2 separate regions of the Siniperca chuatsi genome follow, and region 2 is linked to region 1. A link is a contact called in public Hi-C data. All regions are on one chromosome and are shown on one strand. The core of a region is the stretch at or near the end of the contact, and the rest is flanking DNA. Distances in the headings are between cores, read along the strand shown. Region 1 overlaps usp43b (ubiquitin carboxyl-terminal hydrolase 43). Region 2 holds the start of usp43b (ubiquitin carboxyl-terminal hydrolase 43).

Region 1 (3,089 bases), core at 411-2,910:
TGCAGCTGTTGCCCCTCAGCCACCACAGAATGTTAATGGTTACCATCCTGAACAGTAATCCAGTAATCCTAATTTATTTTGTGGATCTCCGCTGTATTTATGTATGATGTAATGGGAAAATTGTATGACTGAGGATGTGTTTGATTTCTACAGTTTTGTTTCAGTGTCTCTAATAATCTAAAAAAAAAAACATGAGAAACAATTAAAAAGAAAAAAATAGTGTCTTTATAGATGCAACAAAGCTTGCTTCTCATTCATTACTCTTCTGTTCCTACTGATTAATCTGCAGCTTTATAACACCCCATCGTCATTCACTGTGTATGTGCCTGTGTGTGTCTTTGTTTGTCTCTTTATGCACATGCATGCTCACATGGCCTCCTACTAATAAATCTCAAGCATACAATGGAGGCCTGCCCTCAATTAAATGTGTATTATCATTAATGTGACATGTGATCTATCATTTCAGAGGGATGGTTGTCCCTCTCCTCATAAGCTATTTTCACTCCTTATTATCTCTCGCTGTCCTTCTATAGATATGCTGTAATGAAAATTCTGCTCTAATGCTGATAACGTTAATAAATTATTATTTACATTACAATAGGATAAGGAGACGTGTGAGCCGGTCGGGGCTAACGTGGAGTGGTTGAGTAAGAGCGTTGTGAGCTGTCATTTTAACTTTTATTTATTCCTGTTCAAGGTTTGGACCTCCATTCCTAATGAGGGAGGACCGGTCTATTTCCTGGGACCAGCTGCAGCAGAGCATCCTCAGCAAGCTTTATTACCTGATGATCAATGGAGCCCAGGCACAGGTACTAGACAGCTAATAATAATAATGTGATAATTGATCCATGTAAGGAAATTCAGTTTTTTTTTTCCTTGCCCCCACTTAAGGGTTTTATCAAAACACAGTGCCAGGAGCTGGTAAGGATTCATTGACTCACATACAGACTCTTTAGCATAGCAGATGCTTGAACCATTGTCCTCGGATTAAACCGTGCCTGTCATCTGGTGACATCCAGTCAAGGGACAAAAATTGATATGAAACACAACTCAAAGGATCTGCAAGTTAATGCAGTGAAAAAAGACATGTCATGTGCTATAAGGACAAAAGTATTCATTCCAACCTGGACATATACTATACATTCTGCAAACCGCCACAACATCAGCTAGAGTTTATTATTTATTATTATTATTATTTAGTATTATTATTATTATTATTACCCTTGGGGTAAAGTTACAGTACAGCCCTGTAATAAGTCAATAGAAATTGGTCCATGATGCTTGTAAAACTTAGATTTAATAGCCGTGTCGTGTGGGCGGGTTTGTTTTGAGCACCAGCTGGAGGCAGAGAGGGGACATGGTTCCTCCTGCCGTGCCAGCTGGCGCACCTGTTCCAAAACAGGTTTATTGGCTCTGGACAGAGCAAAGCATGCCCACACAATGGCGCGGTGTGGTACAGGTGGGGGAGCTCAGAGTGCCAGCTGGAGGCAGAGAGGAATTGGTTTCCTCTCGCTGCACCCACTGGAGCACCAGACCAGAGTCAGGTTAACTGGTTTGGGATACTCGCTCACTGATACACAGAGAGACACTTACAGTCAAAGACAGACAGAGACACTTAGTATATGGCTGTTCTGTCCTGTCATCCAGGCCATTTGTTTCCTGGTTTGTGTATTAATAAATGGATAGATTGTGGACAAAGCTGCTTCTCTTTTTGGAGAGCCCTGTTTAAAACCACATCAGTGACTCTGTGGCACGGTCATGTTTGTCCAGAGAACATGTTGTCCTCTTATTTCCCAACAATAGTATTATTGGCCTGTTTCCGTGCCAGTCTCTGGCTGCAGTAGCCCTCTGCCCTCTTTACTGTCAGTATTAAGAGTAAATATTGTGCTTTCTCAGGAGGTCAAAGCTCTTTTCAGTGAAGGCTGTGTAACAGACTTCAGTCTTGGGATGTTAATAAGGAGTTCTTTCCTAAATGTACACAGGATGGAAACGGTAATCGAAACTGCAAATGAATAAGGACTTTAAAATAGGTGAATAACACTACACTTACAAGAAAGCACTTCATATTAAGTTGAATGATAATGAGCATGTGTGTGTGAAGCCAATCAGTACAATCAGCGATCCAAATGCAAACAAAAGGGTCAGCCCCAGCAAAATGCAGTACTGAGTGTTTAATTTACTAAATACGAATTAACACTGTGCAGATGTTTATACTAATACAGTAGACACTATACTTTTTAGTCACAATAATCTCATAATTGAGTCTAAAAAGACTTTATATTCAGAAATTCATCTTTCTCTCCCCTGAACTGCAGTGACAAAATATTAATAATTATTGCAATTATGCAAATGCAGTTATTACATTGTGATGCTGGAAAACCTTTGTTAAGCCTAAAGTTACACAAAATACTAATTTTCCATAATTTGTCAGATTATTCCATTTTATATGTTAATAAACCTTTAATTTATATGGCCAAGTTACAGATTGGACCTTTTAATATTTTCATATCTTTAGGTACCGCCCTGATTCCATTCTCACAATGAACATTATAATATATTTGCATATATATTGCTGTGACAGGCTATAGGGCAGTGAGTGCTAATGAGACTTGATTGGGTCAGAAGGTGAGTATTTGGCCTGCCGGTCTTCCATGCGTGGCTACTGCTGGTGTGACTACTGGAAAACATGGGATGTAATGATGCCAATGCAAACAGCTTAGCTTGCTTAGATGCACCCCTGCTGTATGTCACTGTTAGATCAATTATTTACTTCACTCAAGCCAATTCCATCTTCTTGCTTGTATCTGCTTGCTCACTTGCTTGTACTGTATACTTGCCTGTGTTTCAGCATCTGATTGTGTGCAGTAGCATGCTGTTAATCACGTAGCCAAACAGATTTCCAATCAGTGGCTCTCCCTTCGTGGATCCAGCTGACACACACAAAGAGCAATAAAGAGCCATATAGAGCATGGGTTGTACAAGAAAACTGTTGACCAACTTGCTGCACATAAGTCAGTGTTCTTTAAGAAGTGTCAGGAGAGAGAGGATGAGAAGAGTCAGGTGCAACGTTTTCAGTAACTCTGTTGGAG
Region 2 (3,089 bases), core at 298-2,797, 53 kb before region 1:
ACGAAGACACTGAGTCAGACGACCTAATTTCTTCGGGCAGGTTGTTCCAGAGCCTCGGGGCCCTGATAGCAAAAGCTCTGTACCCCTTAGTTTCCATCCTGGACTCAGGAACAGACAGGAGACCCCTGCCCGAAGATCTCAAACTACGTGAAGGTTCATAAGGGATTACAAGGTCTAAAATATAGTCTGGAGCCAGGCCATGGAGAGCCTTAAAAGTAATCAACAAGATCTTAAAATCAATCTTAAAACCAACAGGGAGCCAATGTAAAGAGGCTGAAACAGGTGGTATGCGGTCGCGCTTCTTGGTTAAAGTTCTGTACAGTGTGCAGTTGTGTCAAAGTTTTTTGATTAAGACAAGTGAGCAGGCTGTTACAATAATCGAGGCGTGAGGAGATAATAGCATGTACAACAGCTTCTGCATCACTAAAATTATACAATATACAATATTTATATTGAGTCAGTGGTAACACCTGAACACCACGGGTTGCGACTGAGAGTGTGTGAAAACTAGTTAGAAAGCAAGCAAGCCTAAATAATAAGCTAAAAGTAATGGATAAATGGTTGAAATGTCTAGCTTCTGCCACTGGTGGTACGAATACAAACTTGACCAAACCAAACTAAACATTCACAGTTGAACTGTATGAAAAACATTATTGTAACAGTATCCATCCCTTTATATGTATTTAGCTTCTAATAGTACAGGTACCAAAGATATGTGGTGCTCTAACATGAAATGGCAGTAACTTATAACATCAAACTTTTTGGTAATGGCCAATAAATGTCCTAAAAGTTTGTCTGTGATACAGTTAGTGAGTATATCATTCACCCTACTGATCTGTGGAAAGCAGTGAAGGAGTCAACATCGTGTACATGTACAGTTATTCAGGTACTGTATTGTACTAAGCACAGTTTTGAGGTACTTCCCCTCTAAACTTCTCTAAATATGGTTTCATTTAAACAAATCTTTGAGCCTACACAGGAAAAGTAATCCAATATTTCACAAAAAAAAAATATTAGAGAAAGGTCACAAAACATTTACATCTGTGTTGCAGAACTTCTGTTATTCTTCCTTCCATTAATCATCTCACAGTCCCTCAGATTCATCTTGTGTCCCTTTAAAGGGGCCCAACCCTGAAATTGGGAACCACTAGACTGAACTACCTAACTGTATATAATGGAGTTAAAGCTACAACAGCAAAATGTTAGATATGCTTTGATGCATCAGTATTAATAATCTAATAATGTCATAATAATATGTCATTTTATTATCATAGAGGCCATTTTACTGCATTTTGAGTAGCCTGCGGTTACTTGTGATACTTTAATACATTCTGCTGATACCATTTCTGAATGGAGGACTTATACTTGTATGGAGTATTTGACACTACTGATGGAAAGTAAAAGAAAAGCATTTCTGTGTCTGATTCGTTTTCAGCGCTGAGCACATGAACCCAAGCCGTACACTGCTCTCTTATGTCCTCAGTGTGCTGGAAAGTGGATGGGGGAGGGGGGGGGGGGCAGTCCCACAATCGCAAGCCTTTTTTTTTCTCCCCAGGCGAAGTTGGGAGCGATGGGAGGGGAAGCGCTCAGTGCTGCAGCTGGACGGCGGAGCGGCTCGAGCTGTGCCGGGCACGACGAGATGCTGCTCGTGACAGCGGGATCACAGTAATAATGAGCGCGTTCAGTAAGTGCTGGGATGGATGAGGAAGGTTCCCCGTCAGCAGCGCAGGGTGGAATAACAGCGTGCCGTTGCGCCTCCTGGCTCCGCGATGGTGTCCCCTCTGCTATCCGGACAGGGGACACTGGCGGAGAAGTGACACACCGGCCTCGGAATTTGCACAGTTATCAGTCTCAGAATAGACGCGCAGGGGAGTAGAGGCGCCGTCATGGAGAGGCAGAGCAGAGGCAAGGAGGAAATGTCGACATCGAAGGGGGAGAAGCGCAAAGAGAAGAAGCCGAAATCTGGGAAGCTTTTCCGAAAGAAATCGCTGAAGTCTGTGGGGAGTTTTATGAACAGAATCATCAAAACTTTGGGCACTTTCACCCACTTTGGAGACGCTGACGTGCATGACGCGGAGGACGACGATGGGGGATTTCGGAATGGCGCACCTTGCACCCTCAGCGCCAGCTCGGGAATCGTCAAAGAGGATGTACAGGTGGCTTGGGATCGCGTGGTGAAGAACACTTCGAGCACGTCTTCTTCTCTGTGCACCGGCAGAGAAAAACTCCTTCACCAATACGGAGACAAAATCCCAGGGGTTCTGGGGCTGAAGAACCACGGGAACACCTGTTTCATGAACGCCGCCGTCCAGTGTTTGAGCAACACCGACCTGCTCGCAGAGTACCTGGGTTTGGAGCGATACAAGCTGGACCTGAGTCAAACCAGAATAAACGGGCTGGTGAGAAGTGATGAGACGCGGCTTGCCAGGGGAGAAGTCACGGAGCAGTTGGCATCCCTGGTCAGGGCTCTGTGGACTCTGGAGTACACCCCACAGCTGTCTGTGGACTTCAAGGTACCCAAAGTACACCATATCAGCCAAAAAAAAAAAAACCCCACAGTCTACAGGTGGATATGAGCTCAGTATACTTAATAGCACAGAGAAGGGCCTGGTAATGTTAAAAAGGTGAGGCCAGTGTTGCAGCTTCAGTGGTTATCATTAACTAAATACTCTTACATCATTAGTTCCTTACCTTAAGTGCAGAGGAAGCTTTGTGTTTAGCCAAACATAATCACATGTTATGCGCACAGTATGCCATAAACACCACTATGAAGTAGTCTGCATGTAATGTTCAGACAAAAAGAAAAAAAGGGGGGGGGGGGGTCACAAGCCATACATCATTTGCTAAAATTGCCAATAGTATAGCAATCATTCTCCCACATGCACTAACAAGCACGCAGCGCTTTGCCCTGTGACTTCAGTGTTTTCCTGCCAGGTGATAATGAGGCTGCTGCTCTGTGTGGCTGCAGCCTGAGGGCGAAGGGTCAGCAGGTGCCTGACTCAAGTGCAGGGCTGGACTTTTTCCGCCAGGAGACCCTATATTACACTAAAAACTTTAGTGATAAAAAAAAAAATAATAATAATAAGGTT

What was found. A called contact is a pair of places that touch in the nucleus more often than the background predicts.
Region 2: a contact with region 1 is called in a Hi-C map of liver, with 4 times the contacts expected there. The contact joins the promoter of usp43b here to the enhancer-like site in region 1. A contact is called at or near these places in 3 of 3 Hi-C or Micro-C datasets (liver, skeletal muscle and an unstated tissue).

What each region holds. Positions count from the first base shown.
Region 1 is chrLG21:17,485,227-17,488,315 of ASM2008510v1, reverse strand. It overlaps usp43b (ubiquitin carboxyl-terminal hydrolase 43), which reads left to right. Exons shown (of 17, transcript XR_006376314.1): 8 at 698-809. Among protein-coding and RNA genes, the nearest start is that of mchr1b, 25 kb to the right of the region's middle. Within about 2 kb of position 1,660, the one cell type or tissue checked has an H3K27ac peak away from gene starts, as active enhancers do. A contact at or near this core is called in liver, where this site is marked.
Region 2 is chrLG21:17,537,661-17,540,749 of ASM2008510v1, reverse strand. usp43b (ubiquitin carboxyl-terminal hydrolase 43) reads left to right here and starts at 1,547. Exons shown (of 17, transcript XR_006376314.1): 1 at 1,547-2,513.